3 separate regions of the Rattus norvegicus genome follow, and regions 2 and 3 are each linked to region 1. The links are chromatin contacts, called in public Hi-C maps. All regions are on one chromosome and are shown on one strand. Each heading gives the region's core, a stretch centred on a gene start, on an enhancer-like site or on the middle of the called end of the contact. The rest is flanking DNA. Distances are from core to core; before and after follow the strand shown.

Region 1 (3,269 bases), core at 69-2,568:
TGTCCTTTCCTGGATCCTAGCAGGTAGGACAGCTGGCATGCTGGGCCCAGGCCGGAGTCCCTGGTATGGCCCCATGCTCAGTCAAGCATGCTTCCCCAGCCCCAGCTCCTCAGACACCTCTTGAATTCTAAAGGCCCACAGATACTGTGGTCCTGAAAGCTAGAACAGGCTTATAGATGTGGAGGGGATGTGGTTCTCTCTGTTCTCTTCCTTCCTGGAAATACTTGCTCTAAGTCAGGACAGCACTGCAGAGCGAGCTCGCATGCGCACGCACACACACACACAAACACACACACACAACCCTTCACAACCCAACACCTCCTACACTATACACCTACACACACAGACACCCATACCACCCCACACACAACCCTTCACATCACAACACCACCACACTATACACACACACACACACACACACACACACGCCATCCCCCCATACCATATATCATACTCCTTCCCTACCACCCCCCGCATACCCCATATACCATACCCCTCCCTCACCACACACACACACACACACACACACACACACACACACACACACACACACACACCACATACCAACCCCTTACAACTCCTCACACAAAAACATACATCATGAACGTCCCACCCTCTTCCTGGGCTCTTGGCTGTGTGCTCTCCCTCTCACCCACAAGCCTGTAGAGCTTGGATCTGCTGCCCTTCTCAGCATCTGGTTCCTCCTCAGGATGTAATGCTGTTGCCCCTAGCAACAGAGTTCCAGCCTGATCCTCTTCCCTCCTCCCTCTCTCTGGACTTCTGCTTTCTGCTTCCCCCTCCCCCAACCTTGGAGCCAGTGCCCAGACCCAGAACTCTCCCAGAAGATCATGTGCCAGCTGGGTGACCAGCCAAGCTCTCTGATCTTCCCAGCTTGCTAAGTGACTGATGAACATGGGCAGAACTCTACCTGCCTGGCTGACTTAGAACTCGCTGACTTAGAGCTCGCTGGACACCAGTGCTGGAGGCATTAGGGGTGTACTAGACTTGCGAGCGGGGCTCTCTGCACACTCAGGCACTGAATCAGCAACTAGAGAGAGAGAGTCAGTTCTAGGGATAGAGTTTCCCCGGGGCTGGAGGTATGCTAGAAGAGGCTTTATAATGATGACGTTGCTGGTATGGCCCAAGACAGTAAGACAGGCAGCCCCCACCTGCCTGGCTGTCCCCCTCAGCCATAGTTTTTTGTTTTGTTTTTGTTTTTCTGTCTCCACAGTTCCTTCTTTCTCCACTCTACCCCCTCCCAGATGAGTCTCAGAGAGGACAGCATTAGGGAGAGGCTCTTGGAGAAAATGACATCATCGACTTCAGGGTAAGCCCAAGGCTGGGTACAGGGGGACACAGCAGGGCTTGGCAAGACAGTGGCCACCAGACCAAGTACTTTCCTGCCTGGCTCCTTTTCTTCAAGACACTCATAGCTACCCTGTGGTGTCCAGTTCTGCCTGCACCCCCTTCTCAGCCTCCTCGAGCTCTTGCTTGGGCCCCTGCACTGCTTCTCCCTCTCCCGGGGAATGGGCTGCTCGGCCTTTCACCAGGATTCATTTGAGAGTTGTCTTCTCCAGGAAGCCTTCCTTGACTGTTCAGGTTGCTTGGGGTATGGCCTCTGCTGACCTTCTGTCCCAAGCTGTCTGTCTTTCAGCTTTCTCATCCTGCCCAGTGGTTACTGTTTGGTTACATTTACACCCAGAAGGTCTTCAGGCCAGGAATTTTGTGTCCCATGTTTATTAACAAATACTAAACGGGGAGACTAGTATACCAACAGTCTGCCTCTCTCTGGGTCTATTTCCCCATCTGGAATGTGAGGGAAGCAGGGCAAGGCAGGTTCCTATTGAATAGCCAAGACCAGGCTGTTAGCAGGGTGAGAGACCGTCTGACTCAGCTTCCTGTCCAAGTCACAGGACTGAGCAATGGGACCTTAAGCAGTGAGTGACAAGCAGGAACAATGGGGTCTGGTACAGCCTGAGCCCGCCCAGCCCTTGCTCTGGGGTCCCTGGGGCTCTGCTGCCCTCCAGTGGCTGGAGGCCCCTGGGTACTTCAAGTCCTCAGTTTCTGGCTATCCCACATTCATCTGAAGTAACATAGGGCGGGAAGGTGAGGCAGGGGCATGTTGCTGTCATCCAGAAAGTTAGGAGCAGTTACTAGAGCAGAACTTGGGGATCCGAGACACCAACACGTCCAGACTCTGAATGGAGCATCGTTCTTTGGCAAGAGTCAAGCCTTGGTGTGTGTGATGGGGGTCTCTGCACCTGTCAGCTTACCTCAACTTCGGCGACTCTTGTCACATGTTAGCCTTTCTCTGGCAGCCACCATTCTCAGCACAGACTTCGCTGACCCTTTGTCAAGTGCTCTCCCGTTTCAGTAAACAGTGTTGGGGGGCTAGAAAGGTGCCTCAGTCCCCCACCTCCTTAATTAATAAAATACTTAAAATAATGGCAGCCGTCACGATTGATGGACAGAGCCTAACTAATTACCCTGGAGATTAAAATGACTGTTTCTGTTTTAAAAGGCTGCAAATGAGTTAATTATTTCCTTTGCTCACCTCTCTAACCTTGTTACACTTCTAAATGAATAGCAATATTGATCTTGGAACTGATTTTGGTGTTCCTCCGCCCGAGCGGGTTTAATTAGGGTTTGAGAACGCTGCAGCGCCTCCTCCTTCTGACCGGGGAAATTAGCCTTGGGTTTTACTTACATTTCATAGCCGTGTCCTCCACACAAACAGGAGGGCTGCAGCACGGCAGTTGATGCCTGCCGACTTGCCGGCTTGGCACTGCCCTGGCTCTCGGCTCAGCTCTGTCCAAGGAGGCCTGTGCTGACTCTTGCCTGTGATCTCTTGCAAGATTTTGCAGGAAGGCCCTTGGGAATGGCTCATTTTTGTCTCCTCTGTCACACCTGCAGGCCTGCAGGCTTGGACATGACAGGGAAGGGCCCAGTATCACTTGGGGAGGTGGAAGCAGGTCTGGGACCTGGAGCTGTCATGGTTTCACAGCTCTGGACCTTGATGGCAACCACGCTGAATAAACAATTCTCTGTCCCTGCTCAGCTCTTCCTCACGAGCCCAAGACCCCTGTCGTCCAACCTCACCTCAGCCTCCCTCGGAGTCTCTGCTCCTCGCCTGCTGCTGGAGCAAAGGGTACCAGAGCAGGAGACCAGCATGCCAAACCTGGATTAATTGCTGGCATATGGGTGACCTTGAGCTAGTCAGGTGACCTTGAGCTAGTCTGGCATCCTTCCTCTGAATCTGGCCATCTGTT
Region 2 (3,266 bases), core at 696-3,195, 280 kb before region 1:
CTGAAAAAAAAAATAACTCTTCTCCATTTACAGTGAATGGGAGACCAGAACTGAGACACAGGCCTCACCATGTTTTCTTTATAAACTGTATTTTCGTGATGTATATGCCTGCAGAGGTCAGAGGATAACTGCGTCAGTTTTTATTCCCACTCGTGCTGGTTCCTGTGACTGAGTCAAGTTGCCAATTAGCATAAGCAAATTTACCTGCTTAGCTACTTGCTGGCCCTAGTATATTTTTAAAATTGCTAATTTTTTTGTTAGTTTTGCCCCTTTTGTGTAATATAGCCTTCCTGAAGAAACAGAAAAATCCAATACAAACAAAATAAAATGAAAATAGAAAAACTGTATAATCCTACTATTCAGAATTAATTTCTATTAGCAACCTGAGGCACTTCCTGTGAATAAGCAAGTTTTCCTTCTTAAAGAACATGTCCTGTATACTAAGCATCATGTGACACTGAACGGAAATGAGTAAGACATCCTGCCTAGTAACTTGTTAACCAAGCTGACCCATTCCTTTAAGGCACTATAGTCTTCCTTTGTGAGTAGTACAGTATGTGTTATTTTCCCCCAGATTACTAAATATGAAGAGTTATTTCCCATTGTGAGTGTGTTAGTTAAGCCAAATGATGGCTGTTGAGTTGATCAGCAGCTATCACATCAACACAACTGTCAAACGAGATTCATCAAGAACACAGCTAACTCACGTCAGCACTAGAAGCTGATCTTAAAGTTGCTGCTCCCGTGGAAGGCCTGTGCACATCTGTGTCTATGCTGCCATAAAACCCAGAGACGAAAGGAGCACACACCTCCAGTAAGCACCAGATGGAGCTGCTGTCTAAGCCACAGAGCCTGGACTTTGAGGCCTTCTCTTTCAAACACTAATTATGTTTGGAGACAAAGATGTTCAGTTAAAGATGCTGTCAAAACTATTTTAACTTACCCCGGGCCCTAGAGAAAGAAGCTATATCAATGCAGGTCCATCCGGAACCCAATCTTCTGGCTTTCCTGCCTTTGCAGAATCCCTTAATGGCAACTGATGGTACCTGTAGCTTTCCCTCTCAATGACGGCACTGTCCAAGCAGGAAACTTGAGGCACTGAAGTTACGTTTGAGACATTAAAGAAAATCTGTCTCCTGAAGCGTGTGCATGTGGAGACAGAGCAGTCTGCGCTGATGGGCTCTGCTTATTTGCCAGAACAGGGTCTGACAAGGAGTATCAAAATGCAATGTTTGGCTTAAAAATAAAAGCTCATTTGCTTATATATTCTTTATAATCTTTTTATTTAAAATTTTTCCTAATTTTGATCATGTTTTCCTTTTCCCCAAATCCACCCCAGTCCCTACCTATCCAATCTGATATTCTCTCCCCTGCCCCCACTTTCCAAAACACAAAACAAAAATGAAAATCAAATAAAACACACAAAAAATCAATAAGACAAAACAAAACTTAAATAAAACAAAAAGCACCCCCTTAAAAACGCCAAGTTCCATGGGGTCAGTTTTAAGCTGACTAAGTGTGGTTGATATTCCCCAAAACACTCTGCTGGAGAAAACCGACTTTCCCCTTCCTGGCAAGTATCAACTGCAAAAGCATCTCGGTTAGGGCTGGGACTTGAGTCCACTCCTTGTCATCACTGGGATGACTCAAAGGAAACTGTGTCCAGATGTAACAGGACTGATACACATTTGAACTCACAGAGACTGACAGCATGAGACTAGCACAGGTTCAAACCAAAGAAAATTCCTCATAACCCTAAAGCAAATCCTCCAGGTGAAGTGGTTGATGGGAAAATGTAATGGCTGAAGTTGCCCCCAGAAGCTAGCCAGGACCCCATGATTAAAATTCCATTTCATAATTTCAGAACGAAACCCCTCTGTGCTGGAGATAAAGCTACTTTCCACAGTAGCTGATTTCACCTTGAGTCATGAAAGCTTTTGAGAATCTACTGCTGCCCTTTGCTCTCTGTTGCTCTACAATGGCTATAATTAGTTTGCTTCCCGCCCAACTGTTTCAAGTACATTTGACACAAAACAACAAAATTCACCCTGGATTTCAATCTCGGATTAAACTGAGCTCGCCAAGAGGGACACAGTTCCTGTCCTTAAAGAGGGACTGTGTAGGGGGTCTATTAAACACCATACACAGCACACTCCTTAAAGGTAACCGAAGGGAAAGCCGAAAGTCATAAAGGAGTATGGGAAGAGACTGCTGAGGTCCTCCCCCAATACTTCAACTCCCGAAGGCCATTAGCTCTCTTGATAAAATCTGTCTCATTCCCACAGTGGCAGAGCCAAGAATCCTCACTGCTGTCTACAGGCTTTAAGGACACACTTTGAGGAGGTAGGCCACATGGCATCCCATGGTAGCCAGTCTCTATGATTCCAAAGTAAAATTTATAAAGCAAGGTTTTCATTAGGATTCGTAATGGAACATGTGATCCACTTATCTATATTTAAAAGAGCAAAGGAAAATGTGACATACCCCACAGCATTGTTCCCAACTTTTCCTTTTTCCACAGTGAGAAATGCTGACCTGACATGCCAAACCTTCAGTACATGACTAAAGGGGTGGAGAGGAAGTGAAAGCAAAGCTGCAGGAAGAGGTTTGCAGGAGATAAAAGACAGACTCACGGGGTTGGGGATTTAGCTCAGTGGTAGAGCGCTTGCCTAGCAAGCGCAAGGCCCTGGGTTCGGTCCCCAGCTCCGGAAAGAAAAAAAAAGAAAAAAAAAAGAAAAAAGACAGACTCACTGTGGACCACAGATAGAAACTCTGTGAGGAGGTTCTTCCTCACTGAAGGATGATGATCACGAGGATTATGACAATGATGATGACGATGATGAAGGTGATGATGATGGCAATGAGAACAGTATCACTTTCCTGGCCACCACAAGAATAGGCAAGCTCTTAAATTATGATGTTCTCTTAACTAAAGAACAGACGAAGTAAAACATGTGTAATTTGCATATCTTAAGGTTCTATTACATGACAGAAGAAGCCCATTCACCTTTAGCTGTTCTACAGCATGGCTATGGTAGCCATCCTAGGTAAGAGTGCAGCAATGCAGCTCGGTTTCCAGTCAGCGTGAAAGTCTAACTTGGATACACCAGTCAAATATGATTAATACTACTTGTCTTTGTCAGGGTTTCTTTTCCTGCACAAACATCGTGACCAGGAAGCAGGCTGGGGAGGAAAGGGTTTCTTCAGCTTACACTTCCACATTGCTGTTCATCAGCAAAGCAAGTCAGGACTGGAACTCAAGCAGG
Region 3 (3,115 bases), core at 125-2,624, 330 kb before region 1:
TTGAATTCTGAGTGAGTACCAGGACAGGGAATGAGGACAACATGAAAAAGGTGGCGATATTTAACAATAAAAGCAACGCCCAGGCCACATTAACGGTACTGCAGGATTTTTACAATGTAGCTCAGGGAGTCTGTGGTGGCAAAGGCCAGATACTGAGCACAAAGCCAATCTTCAAGGCTGATGCCCCCCTCTCTGTCCAGGGACTTCTCGGCAAACTTGATCATCAGCAGTGTTCGCTTGATGTCCAGCCAGTTTTGGAGGAGAGCGTTCTTCTGTACTAGGGTTGCCGAGGTGGTGAAGATTTGGAAGAGATCTTCTCGGGGGCCCCAGAGCAGACACTGGAGGATGCCTTTGGCGTCAGAAATGAGGATGCGCTCAGAAGGGTTGGGGTTCAGGAGACAGCTGGCAAGTTGCTGCAGGCCCCAAGAGTACGGGGAGCGGAGAGGGATCCGAGGCAGGTCTGTGCGCGTGTACTCCTTCTCCTTCAGCTCTGGGTTCTCATCAAAAGGGTTGGGCAGGTGCAGCATCTCATAGATGAGGATGCCTGTCTGGAATTCATCACACTTTTTATACTGGGTGGCCGTGATGATCTCTGGGGCAAGGCGGGACTGGTCTCGGAGGATCTGAGGGTCCATCAGATGGCTCTTCTGTTTGGCCTGAGAAAAGTTACTCACAATGAGTCTTGTGGGACAAGCTGAGGTGGGGCAGGGGTCTGCAGGTGAAGGGCACTGGGTGGCTCCCCCAGGTTGGTGCTGGACAAGCAGCAAGTTCTCCAGGCGAAGATCGCAGTGAGTGACGTGGTAGGGCTTGAGGTGCTCAAGACCAGAGCACAGCTGTAAGAGCAGCAGACACACTTGCCTCTCATACAAGTCGGGGCTTTTCCCATGATGTGCCAAAGAGTCTCGCACGAAGTCGGCCACAGTGAGATGGGGAACCTCCCTGGTGATGACCACGACATGGCTTCTTTGCTTCCTGTTTGTGACTTGTTGGTTCTCTTTCTGGGATGACTCTGATTCAGAGCAGGGCTCAGGATTTCCCCCTGAAGTTTCTGCCTTCACCTCTTCCTCACTGTCTTCATTGCCATCCTCTGCCTTTTCAGGAGCATTGGGATCCTCCCAGGGAAGCAGACGATTAGGGACTTCAGCAAGGAAATGGCCACAATCCTGCTGGATGTTAAAATGTACAGGCAGACTCTGCCGGACAGCCAGGCTATGGTAATACTGCTGCGACTCCTTCGCTTTGCTCTTGCAGATCTGAAAGAGAGCAGGAGGCACACTTAGACTTCCCATAAGCAGACGTACGGGTGCAGAGGATGATTAACTGCAAGGTGACTCATTAGGAACAAATAGTACACAGTAAGTCATCAGAAAGGCTCTGGGCAGGCAGCCCATACTCAGTGACTACTGCTGGTTGCAACCAGTTCTCATGGACCCCACATCCAAGGTTGTGCTCAGTGCCTTATGTGCACCATCTCTAGTCTGTGCTCAGTGCCTTATGTGCACCATCTCTAGTCTGTGCTCAGTGCCTTATGTGCACCATCTCTAGTCTGCACTCAGTGCCTTATGTGCACTACCTCTATCACAAAGAAAACAGACTGAAGACATAACAATGGGAGACACATTTGAAACTACATACCTGATAAGGGGCTAATATTCAGAATACATAAGAAATTCAAAATAAAAACGCTAACCTGCCCACCTACCGATCAACCAAAAACACTAACAATAACAAAAAAATCACTAAAACTCAAATAATTCAATTAAAAGTAATTAGCACAAGGCATACAATGAAACACACACACCTCACAGACATACATTCATATGTACACACCACACCCCACAAACACACACACACACACACACACACACACACAAAGACAGGGAAAGGCAAATCAAAACTGTATACTTCACTTCCATTAGAATGGCTATTCCTGGGGCTGGAGAGACTGCTCACCAGTTAGGAACACTGGCTAGCTCCTGTTGTGGAGGACCTGAGCTCAGTTCCCAGCATCCATGCCACGAAGATCACAACCACATGTAACTCCAGCTTCAGGAGGACTGGATGCCTCTGGGCTCTGACGGTGCTTGCACTCATACACACACACCTCACCCCCCACGTGTGCATAATTAAAAAGTAGCAAAAATAAATTATAGAAAAAAAAAAAGAAAGGCTATTACCAAAAGAAAGAAAAGTGCTGGTGAAAGCGTGGGGAAAAAGAACCTTGTGCACACCACTGGTGGGAATAGAAAGGGGAACAGTCCTTGTGGAGGAGCCACCGTGTGATCTGGCAAGTTCACTTCGTCGTCCCAGGGAACAGAAGTATTGGAAGGAACATCTGCATCCCAATGTTTACTATTGTTAGGCAAGAAATGGAAATCACATTTGCTGTTGACTGGATAAATATAATATGGTACACATACATAAAAAATAACGACAGTCTGTGCTTTGTGATGACACGGCTGGGAGTGGAAATCATTTGCTGAGTGAAATAAACCAGGCTCATACAAACAACGGTGTGATCTCAGTCAGAGGCGGATCCCAAAGAACGGTCATGGAAGCTGGGAGAGGACTAGTGGTTATCAAAGGCTGGGAAGAGGCGGGCATGGCTGAGCAGCAGATGTAGACAATAGCTGGAGGCATGAATTCTGAAGTTTTATACAGTATGATTATGGATAATACACAACTTATTTTCAAAGAGCCAGAAAAGAAGGATTTTGGATGTTTAAGCACCAAGAAGGCTGCATGTCCAGTTTATGTTTTTCCAAATAAGAAAAAGTAAGTGTCCAGATAAACGTTAGCAGGATGCAGAGTTGAGTGTGTTGTAATGCCAGAGCTGGTTCTGCTTTACCTTTCGTATACCTAGAAGACAACAAAACTAGCAAAATAGACTTCTCTCACTTTCTGTAGGAATTTCTAGCCTGGAACTTTCTCGTCCTGCCCCTTATGCCCCTCTCTGTAGTAGTAGGGATTGAAGCCAGAGTCTTGTGTTAGGCCATCTCCATTAAGAATGTTTACTTTTAACACGCCTCTTACACCAACATCAGGCACTAAGACCTTCCAGAAGGAAGTCTATGGAAAGCAGGTGTGACTCAAAGAGGAGTCTCTGATCTCAAGG

Evidence for each region. A called contact is a pair of places that touch in the nucleus more often than the background predicts.
Region 2: a Hi-C map of Schwann cells shows a contact between it and region 1, with 10 times the contacts expected there. The contact joins two enhancer-like sites. A contact is called at or near these places in 8 of 12 Hi-C or Micro-C datasets (the A7r5 cell line, the Rat2 cell line, Schwann cells and 5 more) and 1 of 1 datasets of contacts at active chromatin or transcription factors (oligodendrocytes).
Region 3: a Hi-C map of the A7r5 cell line shows a contact between it and region 1, with 6 times the contacts expected there. The contact joins two enhancer-like sites. A contact is called at or near these places in 9 of 12 Hi-C or Micro-C datasets (the A7r5 cell line, the Rat2 cell line, Schwann cells and 6 more) and 1 of 1 datasets of contacts at active chromatin or transcription factors (oligodendrocytes).

The regions. Positions count from the first base shown.
Region 1 is chr8:65,839,488-65,842,756 of GRCr8, forward strand. No RefSeq gene overlaps it. Among named protein-coding and RNA genes, the nearest start is that of Lingo1, 83 kb to the right of the region's middle. Within about 2 kb of position 1,319, at least 67 of the 93 cell types and tissues checked have an H3K27ac peak or open chromatin away from gene starts, as enhancers often do.
Region 2 is chr8:65,561,161-65,564,426 of GRCr8, forward strand. The region is part of intron 3 of Peak1 (pseudopodium-enriched atypical kinase 1); the gene reads right to left. Among named protein-coding and RNA genes, the nearest start is that of Tspan3, 97 kb to the left of the region's middle. Within about 2 kb of position 1,946, at least 12 of the 93 cell types and tissues checked have an H3K27ac peak or open chromatin away from gene starts, as enhancers often do.
Region 3 is chr8:65,506,292-65,509,406 of GRCr8, forward strand. Peak1 (pseudopodium-enriched atypical kinase 1) reads right to left here. Exons shown (of 7, transcript NM_001108149.1): 7 at 1-1,253. The coding sequence ends at 90. Among named protein-coding and RNA genes, the nearest start is that of Tspan3, 42 kb to the left of the region's middle. Within about 2 kb of position 1,375, at least 10 of the 93 cell types and tissues checked have an H3K27ac peak or open chromatin away from gene starts, as enhancers often do.